Regions from separate parts of the Mus musculus genome. Here region 2 is linked to region 1. A link is a contact called in public promoter capture Hi-C data. All regions are on one chromosome and are shown on one strand. Each heading gives the region's core, a stretch centred on a gene start, on an enhancer-like site or on the middle of the called end of the contact. The rest is flanking DNA. Distances are from core to core; before and after follow the strand shown. Region 1 overlaps Acss3 (acyl-CoA synthetase short-chain family member 3). Region 2 holds the start of Lin7a (lin-7 homolog A (C. elegans)).

Region 1 (6,654 bases), core at 1,221-3,720:
CCCTGTCTCGAAAAACAAAAAACAAAAAACAAAAAAAAAAGAAAAAAGAAAAAAGAAATTAGTGGGACCATCGAGGTAAAGTTTATGGAAGAGAAAGAAGAAAATTTAAGAAAAACATCAATTCAGGTAAATGAAGAACTAGTAGAGTACAGTATGTATCTATAGAAGTCTGAAAAAACTAATAGCGACTGGGCATCCCACAAGGTCAAATGAATGACAAACTTTGCTTTCAAGTAGGATTCTTCATTTAATGTTGAAACTTAGTATCTGAGTAAGATATTATGAAGATTCTTAGGATTGTCATTTCTGAAATGTAGGGCAGAAAACAGAAATATACTGGAAAAAGCATGAGTTGAATATATGGAGACTGTATCCTTTGGTTTGTTTGGGTTTGATGAGACAGATAACTGCATGGCTGTGCCTGGCCCGGAACTCCAAGCTAACCTCAAATTCAAGAGATCCTCTGCCTGCCTCTCTGCCTCTCTGCCTCTCTGCCTCTCTGCCTCTCTCTCTGCCTCTCTCTCTCTGCTTCTCTGCCTCTCTGCCTCTCTCTCTGCCTCTCTCTCTGCCTCTCTGCCTCTCTGCCTCTCTCTCTGCCTCTCTCTCTGCCTCTCTTCCTCTCTGCCTCTCTGCCTCTCTGCCTCTCTCCCTGCCTCTCTGCCTCTCTGCCTCTCTGCCTTGCTGCCTCTGCCTCTGCCTCCTGAGTGCTGAGATTAAAAGCATGTGCTAACATACCTGGCTTACACTATGCATACATATAATTTGTAAATCACCAACCAAAGAATACACATGCAGGGACCCCATGGCTCCAGCTACATATGTAGCAGAGGATGGCCTTATCTGGCATCAATGGGAGGTCATGCCCTTGGTCCTGTGAAGGCTTGATGCCCCAGTGTAAGGGAATGCTAGGGCAGTGAATCAGTTGTGAGGGGAGTGGGTGAGGAAACACCCTTATAGAAGTAGGGGGAGGAAGATGGGATGGGGGGGTTGTGGAGTGGAAACTCGGAAGGGGGATAACATTTGAAATGTAAACAAATAAAATAACCAATACAAATGGTTTTTTAAAAGATTTTATAGTGTACTTAACTAGGAGAGGCACCTCTTAATGGCTTAATTGAGGAAATAGTTTGTAGAGGGAAAATGAAGATATGAGAAGCAAAATGATGCCAGAGTAATCATTCATTTATAACATTGGTTCACAAATTCCCATTTGTGTTAAGTCAGGTATTCATTTTCTTCTTCAATTTAGTTGACTTACTATTTCTTCAGTGCTTGCTTTTGCTCACCCAGTGCCGCCATGCATCAATAATGCAATGGAATAAGATATGATCTCTGATGCATGGAGATCCTGGCATAAAGTGAAGTGTAAAAAATTAATATTTAAAAACACAAATAGCAGGAAGGCTAGAGTTAATGGTGCCTTCGCCATCAAGTAATGTAAAATGCAATTACCCAAGATACTTTGAAAAGAATGCTTTACAGCAGTTATTTGCACTCTGTACTTCCAGAGACTTCCAGAATGAAATTTTTATCTGGAAATAGATGTGTGTTGCTAGAAATGACAACTAGAGCTATCTCAAGTCAGCAAAACACCTCAAGAAAACAACTTAATTCTTCACAAATTCAACATTCTTTAAAGATAAAAGAGTGGAGTGCTCTCTGCTGTTCACTAGCAGGGTGGGTTGCTAAAAATATAAATTCAGATGACTTTCTCTGGAATATTAAAAAGGTGTTTAAACAGAGAACTTTGAGGTAAGACCCATAGACCCATTATGACACTAGAGAAAAGCATAGCAGAAAAGTTTCAGAGTTGAAAATATTTGTGATATATGTACACACACACATACATATACACACAAACACACACATATACACCTATATATCATGTTCATATATATATATATATATATATATATATATATATATATATATATATACACACACACATTCAGATAGAGGGACAGACAGATACATACATATATATGATAATAGATAAATAAATAGACACATGATAAATAGAGAAATTAAATGCAGACAAGATAGAGACAACATTTTTGGCAATATTCCAAGCAAGCACTTTGACTGTATTATATCTTAAGTACTATCTAGCATGAAGAGCAAGTCTTCCCTCTGAAATAATGGTACAATGTGGTCTTTTTCTGATATTATACAAAATGAACACAGTAAGCTGGGCTGGAAGAAATGAAAGATGTAAAAATACTCAAATGATCTTGCTAGTTCCTAGTCTCATCCTTCAAATTCTACTCCCCTATAATACTTTCCTTAGCTTTTGCAAGCAGAGTGAAATTAGATTTTTTTTCTCTAATTTTAAATTAGTAGTTCAGTTTAGATAATACCCTTTTCAAAGAGACCACACTGAATGGGAAAAGAAATAGCCACGGCAGCAACAATGCCTGTATGTGAGGAGACCAGAGTGTTATGAAATCATTAAAAAACAAGACAAGATAGTCACTTGCCAGATACAGGAGCAAAGTCCCAAGTTATCGAAAATGCAGAGCTTCCTGGTGCCTACCATTCCTCTTGAACTATAAACTTTATTCTCTATTCTATGCAGAAACCCTGGGCTTCAGAATGCAGACCTTATCCCTATTTCCTGAAGAATTCTGGAATGAAACACGATGTTTGTCCCTTTGGTAGTGCCTGCAGTGGTCTAGAGTGTAGTGTTTCTTCAGATTTCAATACAAAGTTACTTTGTATTCCTAAAAGACAGGTCCCAGAACATTTCCTGCTCTCTGGATGAAGGAAAGACTGCGTGGATTCCGGCTATGATACTCTTGATACTACTGTTTGTTTTATATGTCAAAATTGAGGATGCGATGTCTCTCTTAATCTCCCTCACAGTATTATTACCAGGCAAAAAAGATCATACTAAAACCAAGATTTGGGATTTATGAGAAAGCAGATAACCCTGTGGCATACTTGTTCTTAGTCGGGAGATGTCCCCAAAAGTAAACACTCTCCCCTCTTTCCCTAGATGGGAGCCCAATAAATAAGTAGCTGGTGTGAAACTGTCACGATGTGAACAAACATCATTAAATGTCAGGAGTTCGATATCTGTAGAACGAGAAATTGGCAGACAGTGAACGCAAAGCCGTTTGGACAACTCCACACAATTCGCTGCCATCCTACCGCTGCCCCGGGACAAGGTCAGGAGAAAACATCAGGGAGCGGGCAAGCCGTACTTTCCATAGAAGCAATAGACCTGGTCAGAAAAAAATGGATGCCCCTGAGAGGGGAAGAGTCGAAGACCAATGGCTTTAATAACAGTGAGCCCGGTGTTTTGAAGGGAGGCAATTGCAGTTAAAATCTTAAAGGCACTGCGGTCTGTTGTCTGGAAATTACCGACTCACAGTTTTATTTCTGCACATTGGAACTCTCGATGCAATTACAGGAGCCCCTTCTAAAATTCATGAGCATTTTGTATTCATAGCTACTCACACACCATAACTGCCGCAGTAAATTAACTGGCTGCAGTAGGCTTCAAAATCAAAAGAATTTTCTAACAACCACGTGGATGTGAAGTTTTCTCTTCTAAGAGAAATGCAAATCCTATAAATGAAAGTAATTACCATTAAACAGTAAGGACACAGGGATCCTGTTTATTTCATTCTGGGGCCCGCGGGAGTTGGGACATCGCCAATGCTCTCTGATGAAGTCACCCATAAAGAAATGACTTCTAGAATGCTATAATTCGTATACAGCAAATGGAAGAACCTAAGATTACCACAAGGTTTTGGGGTTTATGTTTGGTTGCTCTACTCCCCAACCCCATACATACATAATACTGTTTTTAAAACAAGAGGTGTATAAACAAGTTTTAGGGAGGGGTCTTATTTAAAAAAATAAAACCCCTACAAATACAAGTTATGCAGGCACTAGACTACACAAATGTTCCCAGCTGAAGAATTGATTGTTATGGCTAGTGAAATGTGAATCTAGAAGTTTCTTTCTCCTTTATGGATAAAAATAAATTATTAACAAAAATCTCCCAAAGCTCTTTTGTTAACGAGAAAAAAGAGAGATATCCTTGTGCTCATTTTTCTGAAGGACTCTATTGTCCACATATAATATAGTTATATAGTTTATTTTCAAATACATTGTTTCATCATTAAGCAAAAGAAGAGATCAAATTCCACCATGCCTTGACACATTGAAACTTTAGAGTAAAATCTAGAACTCACAATCTATTAAAATCTAAGTGGATACAGAGGGAAAATACCATCCACTCCTCCAGGCATCAGGCTAAGCATGAAATGATTTTAGGCCAACACTGTTTTATCTTCAAGGACTTAAATAACAGTAATAGCCATAAGGAAGAATTATAGCTGATGAATGACACTACTGTATTTTACCTCTTCTGGATTTATGCAGAGCAAAGCTCTCCCTCAGTAATTAGAAAGAGGGAACATATAAATGCTTTAAAACCATAGAAGCCTCAAATCTCACCTCAGAGAGCATGAAAAAACATCATGTTTGATAGAGATGACTCATTTCAAGCTAGATTATATAAATGTGTATGCTGCTAGAGAGATTTTTAAAGTTCCAAAAACCGTGTACTTTTATAAATTAAGTTAGCATCCACCCACAAATTGGCCTTTATTTTCTCTAGCAAGCCCTGCTCTCTCTCCATTCTTCCCGCAGCAGATCATATTATAACCAGATCTATAAAGACAAGGATTCCGATTTAAAGAATTATGCTATTTTTGTAGTTTACAGTATGTGTGAGTGTGTATGTGAGTATTTGCATAACTTTCATTAAACATTCATCTGTTGATCTACCACTAGGTTGATTATAGCTCTTTGCTATAGGGAGTAGAACAGCAATAAATATGGCTGGGATTATTTCTAGGGTAGGATATAGAGTTTTGTGGGTGTGTGCTCAGGAGTGAAATGTGATTTAAAGAAATGTGAATACAAGCAAGAACTTGGATAATAAAATTTTCCATCTTTTTAAATTTTAAAAATTTTATATGGGTTCCTTACATTTTATGGGGCACAATGTATTTATACATGAAGACATATTTTGCATAAAAGCATTCCAAGCAAACATATAGCATACAATGCATTTTATTAAAAGAAAGGAACCGTATACCACCTGAAGATGAAAGTAATAAAATTCATTAGGAAGAAATAAATCGTAAGTCACATCTTGTTTAAGATCTGACATGTGTTATTCTTTACTCATAAAAACTCATTCTATTGAAGCCGGCCCCTTTACACATACCAATAAAGGTGTGAAAATTGTTAATCGGAACTATAAGGGAGCCTGTATCACTTATTTAAATGTCACATATTATGTATTTACCAACCTAATCAACTCCATTTTAGATCATCCTATCATAATATCTCTACAGTATTTTATAATCAATGTAAATTAAAATATTTTTATTCAAATTTCAGCATTTTTGCTAATTGAAGGGGTAGTGATGCCCACAGCCTGCAATCAATCAATCAATCAATCAATCATCAATAAATAAAAGGGGCGGTGATGAAGAATGTTTAAAGAGATTGTGGTATTTACTGTTGTCAGGATTTTATACTATACTACTGTTTGACTGAATAATTTTACATTCTATTAAATATTCAATAGTATACAGATCATCCAAAGATGAGAAAAGATGAAATTAAAGAGATATACAATACAACATTATAAATAATAATAAAAGTGCCAAAGGAACTGAATTTCATAATGGAGATAAAAATTTAAAGGACAAGACAAAAAATAAGACTGCTTTGGAGACAGAAAATGCTAGCAAATAAAATATTTTACTGAATTAAGAATATGAACTGCTTGTCAAAAATGGACTATCATATTCAATCAGGAATGATGCAGCATGTTTTAAAATATATATATTCTTAAGTAATTTATGAGCATCCTAGAGTTTATTTTCACAAACTTAATGATACAGATAAAATATTGAACACGTATTCAATAGAATAAGACATGACATTTATAAGTTATGGTCACTGTGAAACATTGAACTGTTTTACAGTCATGTTTCTTTATGTGTAAATACCAAGGCGATGAACGGATGATGTAACGTATGGAATACAGAAGCTTATAACATAGATATTTGTTCCATCTATCAAGTATAAAAATCCATACATATTAGGTATGATGCACTTTCAAACATTAACAGAATACATGAACACAGCAGGTTGTCTGCATTAGCGTGACACAAACCCTTGAGTGCTGTATTCACTACAAGGTGTAAGCAGGAAGAAGTTTGCATTAAAATCTTGCAGGAGCATGGTGGATCCAGCATGGCAGATATGTCACCAGAACTGAACCCTAGAAAATTGGCTTCTGTGCAAGAGGGAACACAGCAGCTACTTTCCACTTTGCATGTTTCTATTATTTTTGAGATTATAATATAATTACATCATTTCTCCCTCCATTTTCTTCCCTCGAAGCTCTTCTATATAAGCTTTCCTTTCAAAGCTTTCAAAATCACATCCTCTTTTCTTCACCAATTGTTACTGCATGCATATATGTGGGTTAAAAGTGATATACAGCATTTGGTCCACCACAGGGCTAGGGCTACTCGTGGAGGCAGGATGCGGGAAGTTTTGACTGTTCATTCCCCCACACTGCCAGCAGGTAGGCCTCAGGCTGTGAGAAGCCTCAGGACT
Region 2 (6,654 bases), core at 2,267-4,766, 310 kb after region 1:
TCTCTGAGTCTTAGTTTATTTATCTCCAAAATGGAATGAAAATAAGCTACTTTTCTGGACTGGAAAGACTGGGAGAATATCAAATACACTCCCAATCCTTGAACATATGAGATGACTAATAAGGTATTTATGAAATTAAATTAATTCTATTGAAAATGTGTTACCAGTAAATTAAATCACTAATACGCCTTCTAAGGAAATAATATAGTGACTGGGTAAACAAACGGATAAGACTAAAATGTAATTGCATATATTTCAACAACTCTAATAGAAATAAAAAAGAAATAGTATGTGAATAAGCCAAGCACTCTGACTCTGTTGAAGCATGAAGTTAGCAACTTCAGTGACCAGGCAATCATGTATGGGTACAAATATGCAAGCACAAGAAGAAATTTAGGACACTTTGCTGTGACTCCCCATATCTCAGAATGACAGTGTCAAATACTAGTCCACAAATATATTTAATGAAAACAGGAGAGTATGCATGTTGACTCGTTAATACTTCTCTACCAGTGTTTAAACATAAGCTAAAGATACTGAATTTATCAATACTAGAAATAATAACTATGGATATCTCTTGAATGATGCTTCCTCTTATAGGTCTTGAAGAAAGAAAAAGGAGACAACATAAAAGAAACATGACAGAGTACAGTTTCTTTCTTTCTTCCCTTCTTCCTTCCTTCCTTCCTTCCTTCCTTCCTTCCTTCCTTCCTTCCTTTCTTTTCTTTCTTTTTTTTGGGGGGAGGGGGGGTCAAGACCTGGTTTCTCTGTGTAGCTCTGGCTGTCCTGGAACCCACTCTGTGACCAGGCTGGCCTTGAACTCAGAAATCCGCCTGCCTCTGCCTCCCAAGTGCTAGGATTAAAGGCGTGCACCACTACTGCCCGGTGGCAGAGTACATTTTTCAAACAAGATCCTCAAAACATAAGAAACATACTATCAAATGTTGCTGCCGGAGAACCATTGGGAAACAGAAAAATCAAAAATTCTTCCATCATAAATCTTATACTCTGGAGTTTATGTGGAAATGGATACAATTAAGGGTTTTGGATAGATGAATCCAGTTGCTGGTGCACAAATTTTATATCACAAATTATGTTTAAAGTATTACATTTTTGGCCAAGGGCCTGGTATTTTTTCCATCCTCGGTTACTGGATTAACTTTGATATTTTGTGTAAAGCCTTGAAACACATTCTACTATCAAGACAAACAGTTGGGTTTCTTCTTCCTCTGGCCTCCTTTAGGGTGTGTGTCTACTGATGATGACCTCGCTTGCAATGCTTTCTTTCTGTGGCACTTAGAGAACTTCCTGCCCAGGATCCTACTCCTTGTTCACTGCTTGTCACATATCAAGGTCTAAGTAGAAGAACGAGGGTTAAATCTTGTCAACCTTTGCATAGCTAGTCCTTACCTAGTATAGTCCTTAAACTAATAAAGAGCTAATAAAACATTAATAAATACATAATTGGTAGCTTATGTTAATAAATGTATATAGTCTACTGCTCTAAAAAAAAATTCATGGTTTAAGGTGTATTTTACCGTTAATTATGTGTCTGTTTGGGTTTGTTCATGAGGGTGCCAGTGGCTGAGGCAGCCAGAGGTATCAAAGAACCCTGGAGGTGGAGTCAGAAGGACAGAGCTAGGAATCATCTGTGCACTGCGAACTGAACTTGAGTCCTCCGAGAGAGCAACATGTGTTCTTAACCATTGTGCCATCTCTGCAGCATGAAAGAGTATATCCTTTCATTTTATTCTCCTTCATTTTTAAAGTATAATTACATAATTTCCCTGATTCCTACCTCTAATCTTCTCTATGTATTGATGCTGCCCCCTCTTATCTAATTATGGTCTCTATTTCTCTAATTGTTTACAAATATATCATTCATATATATATATATATATATATATATATATATATATATATATACACACATATGCATATATATATATACACACACATATCCCACTCAGTCCATATAACGTTATTTGTATGTTTATGATCTTGGAAATATATTCTTTTCTATCAAAAGCTCAGAAACAGCAGAGACCTTGCAAATTACTATCAGTTTCCTCCTATTATCTGATCACTTTTCAATTGAGTAAAGCTGGTCCCTCATTTGACGGATGAAGAAACTGCGGATGCACAAGGGACTGCAAGTTTGTCAGATCCTGGGAGCTGTGAAAAGTTGAATTTCATGGTTAAAGTTCTTAAACTTAAAACTCTTAGAAGATGACTACATTGAAAGACTACGTTCAGCATGTATCCAATGATCTGTTGCATAGTTAGATGGTCAGTCATCTTTGACTTTTCAATTCCTGCTGAATTTCTGAGCTTTCTCACCTCTTAGTCTCATTAGAAGAACGTAGCATTTGGTCATACGCAAATACTCTGCAACCCAGTGGGTCTACCTCTGAGGGTCTCTGGGTCACAAGGATGATTTAGCTGTCACAGGGAGGGCAGCATCGCCATCTCAGCTCTGTGTCCACCAATCTCGGTAAAGCCCAGAGGATCTTTCTCCATGTTTCTTCATGGTTTGATAAGGAAATGAGGCTTGGTGAACATTTAGTGAAAGTTGGGATTAAGGCTCATAGTCAGTATTTGAAGGCTCCAGGAACTGAACTGTGATCTACTGACTCAGAAATAAGGCCTTTCACATTATCTACCTGTAATTCGGAGGATGCAGAGAAAGAAAACAAAAGTGAATCCCCAGGTTAAGATGTAGCAAATGGCACCAAACATCCGTGGCTCAACTCTTGTCATGCATGCTAATTAATAAATAGCACCTCTGAATACAAGTTTCTTCCAGATTAACAGGAGAGGGTCCCTGATAAATACTGTTCACTGACAGCAACTCGTTTTTTATTTCAGAACCTTTTAAGGAAGTTTGCTTGTAAAGGCAAGTCATTTTCCTAGGCAATGTACCCAGGTCCTAAACGAACACTGACTTAACAGAACCCTGCCTGGCCCTCAGTCGGTTACCTTGTGCTGTTGAGAGTGGACGTTCTAAACAAAAAGCTTCAACAGAAATTAACAGCAACTACAATGATATAGCAACATCTCCCACGGCTAGTGGCGTTTCCTCTGGAAAGGGATGTGGAAAGGGAGGTTGAAATTTTTTCTTAATCTGAAAAGAATTCTGTCCCCCCACCTCTCTACCCCTGTCTGTCTCTCTCCCGTTTCTGAGTCCTCTTCTTCTGGGTTCGAGTGCATTCTGACCATTATGCTTAGGTGGAAAGTTGAAAGACAGCAAACCTGCTACAGCCACCCAGAGCTACTGACGGGTGGGCGAGCAAAGTTCTAGGGCTGAGCGTTCCTTTCTCAGCTCCTTGGCCAGGCAGGCGCTCGCGGCTACCTGCCCTGCTTGGCGCCGCACTGAAGATTCGCCGCGGCGGAACAGTTGAGTCTCCATCTGGCTACCAACCCACCCGAGCTTTCTTCTCCTCCATCACCACCTTCCTGCCTCCCCCTCCTCCCCCTCCTTTCCGTCTTCCCTCTCCACCCCCGCCCCCAATCTCCTCCTCTTTTTCTCACTACAAGCGGTTGCTGATGCTGAAGCCGAGCGTCACTTCGGCTCCCACGGCAGACATGGCGACATTGACAGTGGTCCAGCCGCTTACTCTGGACAGAGGTAAGGGAGCGGCTGGTCCGTCAGGCCACACAGTCCGCACCGCTTCGCCCTCCGCCCTGCCCAGTCCCACAGGGAAGGCAGGATGCGCTCGGGCAGGGGCAGCTGGGGGAGGAGGATCAGCCCAGGAGGGTTTCGCGCCCGGAGCAGGACACTTTCTTCCCCTCTCTCCTCTCCTGGTCCCCGCTGCCCCTTCTTGCTGCGCTCTCCGGGGCGTAGGTGCTTGCCAGGGCTCGAATGTTTCAGCTGACAGTCTCGGTCCCTCGCCGGGTCGCCTCCGGGCCCCGGCTTTGTTGGAGAGGATGCGCCGGGACCGCTGAGCGCTGGTGACTGGAGGTTGAAGAGGGGCAGAGAAAGCTCTCCCAGCCAGAGCTTGCTAAGGGACCAGTGGGGAAGCTAGCTGCCAACTGCCGGCGCGGGGACCCGAAGGGAGGAAGTTTGTCCCCGCGCTGGAGATGAGGGGTCTGTGCAGCTGTTGTGACTGGGAGATCGCCCCAGGGCGGCAGGGCGCTTGGCTGGGAAGCTGGGTGCAAAGCCGCGGGACTGCCTGGCTAGGGCGCTGCCCTCGGGCGAAAGGGCAGAGCAGAGCTCGGGCAACCTTCGCTGGCTCAGGGACACCGCATCCGGAGCCGAGCCGGCTTGGCTCCAGCTTCCCGCTCGGAGCTGCGGCTCTGGTCTTGGTACTCCCTCAGCCTGCAGTTCCAGGGAGGTAGCAACTCCTGTCTCCTGCTCCAGCAAACCTTGTTCTTCACCAGTCAAGTGTACCTCAGTGCCTGGGCTGCAGAAGGCGCGGAGACAAAGCGCAGGCTGGGTAACTGTTTAACTTCTAGCCTGTGACCTGTGCGTCCTACTCTTTGGCTGAAACGGAAAGAGCTTTTGCTCAAACCTTTCCAAACCTTTCCAAACCTTTCTCTAGGATCGGGCCCTGCTGAGTGCACCCGAGTAGTACCTGGCGGTGGATGGGAGTTTCCTTTCTGCCTCACCAGGTCCAGTTAGTTATTAGGGCTCCAGAGTCCCCAGCTCTGCAGAGAGAGGGCACCTCTAGCTCTGGGTCCGCAGCGGCGGGGCTTAGGACCCGGTGCAGTCATTTGAAAATGCTGTGCTCAGAAGAAAATGATTTAGTCCTTGTCCCTCTAAAATTTCTCTTTCTGGAGGATTAAACTAGCGGCCCAGCAAAGCAAAAAGAGCATCGTACAGCGAGCACAGTGGCAAAGCTGGTAAACTGTATTTGAGGTTCTTAATGTGGAGAGATCTCTGGTGACTTTAACTCAATCTGTTGGTGCCAGAACGGATATTATGCGGTGCCCATAGCAACCTTACTTAGGGTAAGAGTTGAAAAATAATTGATTTTTATGTTGGGAAATGTTCGTTTACAGATTAATAAGAGTAAAGAGCTCAGAAGTCCGTCGTATAATCTATGATTTTAGTCCCAATATCATCTGTACTAAGCAGGATAAATCCATTGCTGGTAAGAGCCAAACAGATGGCAGGCTATTAAAAACGATGGGTTTCCCAAGTTATTTCTGTTTTAATGTGATGAGCTCTTCTATTGTCCCATTACTGAATTACAGTCATTAAACACCCCAAGTTTAACTATATTAAACAACCCAAGTTCTAACTATGTTAGATGCAAACACTCCAAGAAGACAACATACTCAAGCAAATTTACATCCCACCACTACTATTAGCAATGCAACTAGTCCACTTTGGGGAAGTTTATCTTAGCCCTTGGACACCCCAGTCAGCTATCTAGAGAAGACCAAGATTTAAAGTGTGTTCTTGTTTATATTCAGAGGGTACCTGTCCTTCTGTGATTAGATCTGTAGAGTAAGTAACAAAGGAAGCCCAGTCAGGTTATCTATGGGAACATCTGAATTATTGAACCACTGGCTTTAAGTGCTCTGTGTGTAAGAAGTCCGTGAAGTTATCTTCCCTCTAATTCACTATGATAGTACACCAAGTTAAGTAATTTTATTAGGTTGATGGAATATGTGATTCTAAGCTTTGTCCTGGTTTGGTTGGGCATTAGGACATGAAGGTCTGATAATTGTGAAGATGTGCAGTGTTAGCAGCCTGTAATTCGGTTAACCCAACTTAGGGCTCAGCGTTTGGCCACCTACTGGCGATTTTGGGTCACTCCAAGTTTCCAGAGTGCCATTTGATACGTTGGTGGCCCATGTTATACACTCTAAATTTGCTCACTCAAAAGCTTTTGGCTCCATCAAAGCCTTTATAATTTACAATCCTTCTTTCCTTTAGTCTCCCCCAATGTGTAAAGCTCCTTGAGGGACGAAGCCATTTCTTAACCCATCTTTGAATTTCTCATCATCCCTGACTTGTGATGGAGTATAAAGTCAATGTAGACTAGTGATAGTGAACTGAAGCTGGAGTAAATGGAGAACTGTTTGTTATACAGATTTCATACGGAACTGGGGTACAGTTATGAGGTTATGGCCCTGCAGAGCTAGCAAGGATGCTAGAAAGGAGCACGTAAGGCGGTGGCTATGAACCGTTCCCAGATTCACTTGGTGGATCTCTACCAGCCACACCTGTTTAGCAAGACTGGGTTTCTTTATGTAGTCCTTGCTGTCCTGGGACTTGCTTTGTAGACCAGGCTGGCCTTGAACTCAGAGATCTGCCTGCCTTTGCCTCCTGAGTGCTGGGATTAAAGGGAATGTGGCATCTCGGGCCTAAGGAGGATTGTAACTAGTGGGCAACAGGAAAGAAGGAAATGGGATTTGTGTCAGGAACTACCAAGTGCATCTTCTGCAATCAGAGGAGGTATGGTTAGGACTCCTGGTTCTTTTCTAGGATTTTCATTTACAGAAAAGAAACATTAATATTCTTAAGGCTATGCTACCTCTAAGTAGGCGATTTGGTTCTCAATTGGTGTCCTTTGGAATCAAGGATGTAGAGTCCATTTGGACAGTATCACAGCTGGGGGGGGGTGTCAATATGAACATCATAGTATCCATAGGAGTAGAAAAAAAAATCCATATATATGCCATAGAGTGTGTCAAATGGAACTC

The links. Promoter capture Hi-C pulls out the DNA fragments that hold promoters and counts their contacts.
Region 2: a contact with region 1 is called in a promoter capture Hi-C map of liver. The contact joins the promoter of Lin7a here to the enhancer-like site in region 1. A contact is called at or near these places in 9 of 39 promoter capture datasets (cranial neural crest, embryonic stem cells, frontonasal cranial neural crest and 5 more), 5 of 484 Hi-C or Micro-C datasets (cerebellar granule neurons, cerebral cortex, liver and 1 more), 7 of 115 datasets of contacts at active chromatin or transcription factors (embryonic forebrain, embryonic hindbrain, embryonic stem cells and 4 more) and 1 of 9 other capture datasets (embryonic stem cells).

What each region holds. Positions count from the first base shown.
Region 1 is chr10:106,954,676-106,961,329 of GRCm38.p6, forward strand. The region is part of intron 11 of Acss3 (acyl-CoA synthetase short-chain family member 3); the gene reads right to left. Among named protein-coding and RNA genes, the nearest start is that of Acss3, 170 kb to the right of the region's middle. Within about 2 kb of position 2,471, at least 3 of the 459 cell types and tissues checked have an H3K27ac peak or open chromatin away from gene starts, as enhancers often do. A contact at or near this core is called in liver, where this site is marked.
Region 2 is chr10:107,268,315-107,274,968 of GRCm38.p6, forward strand. Lin7a (lin-7 homolog A (C. elegans)) reads left to right here and starts at 3,517. Exons shown (of 6, transcript NM_001039354.1): 1 at 3,517-3,628. The coding sequence starts at 3,547.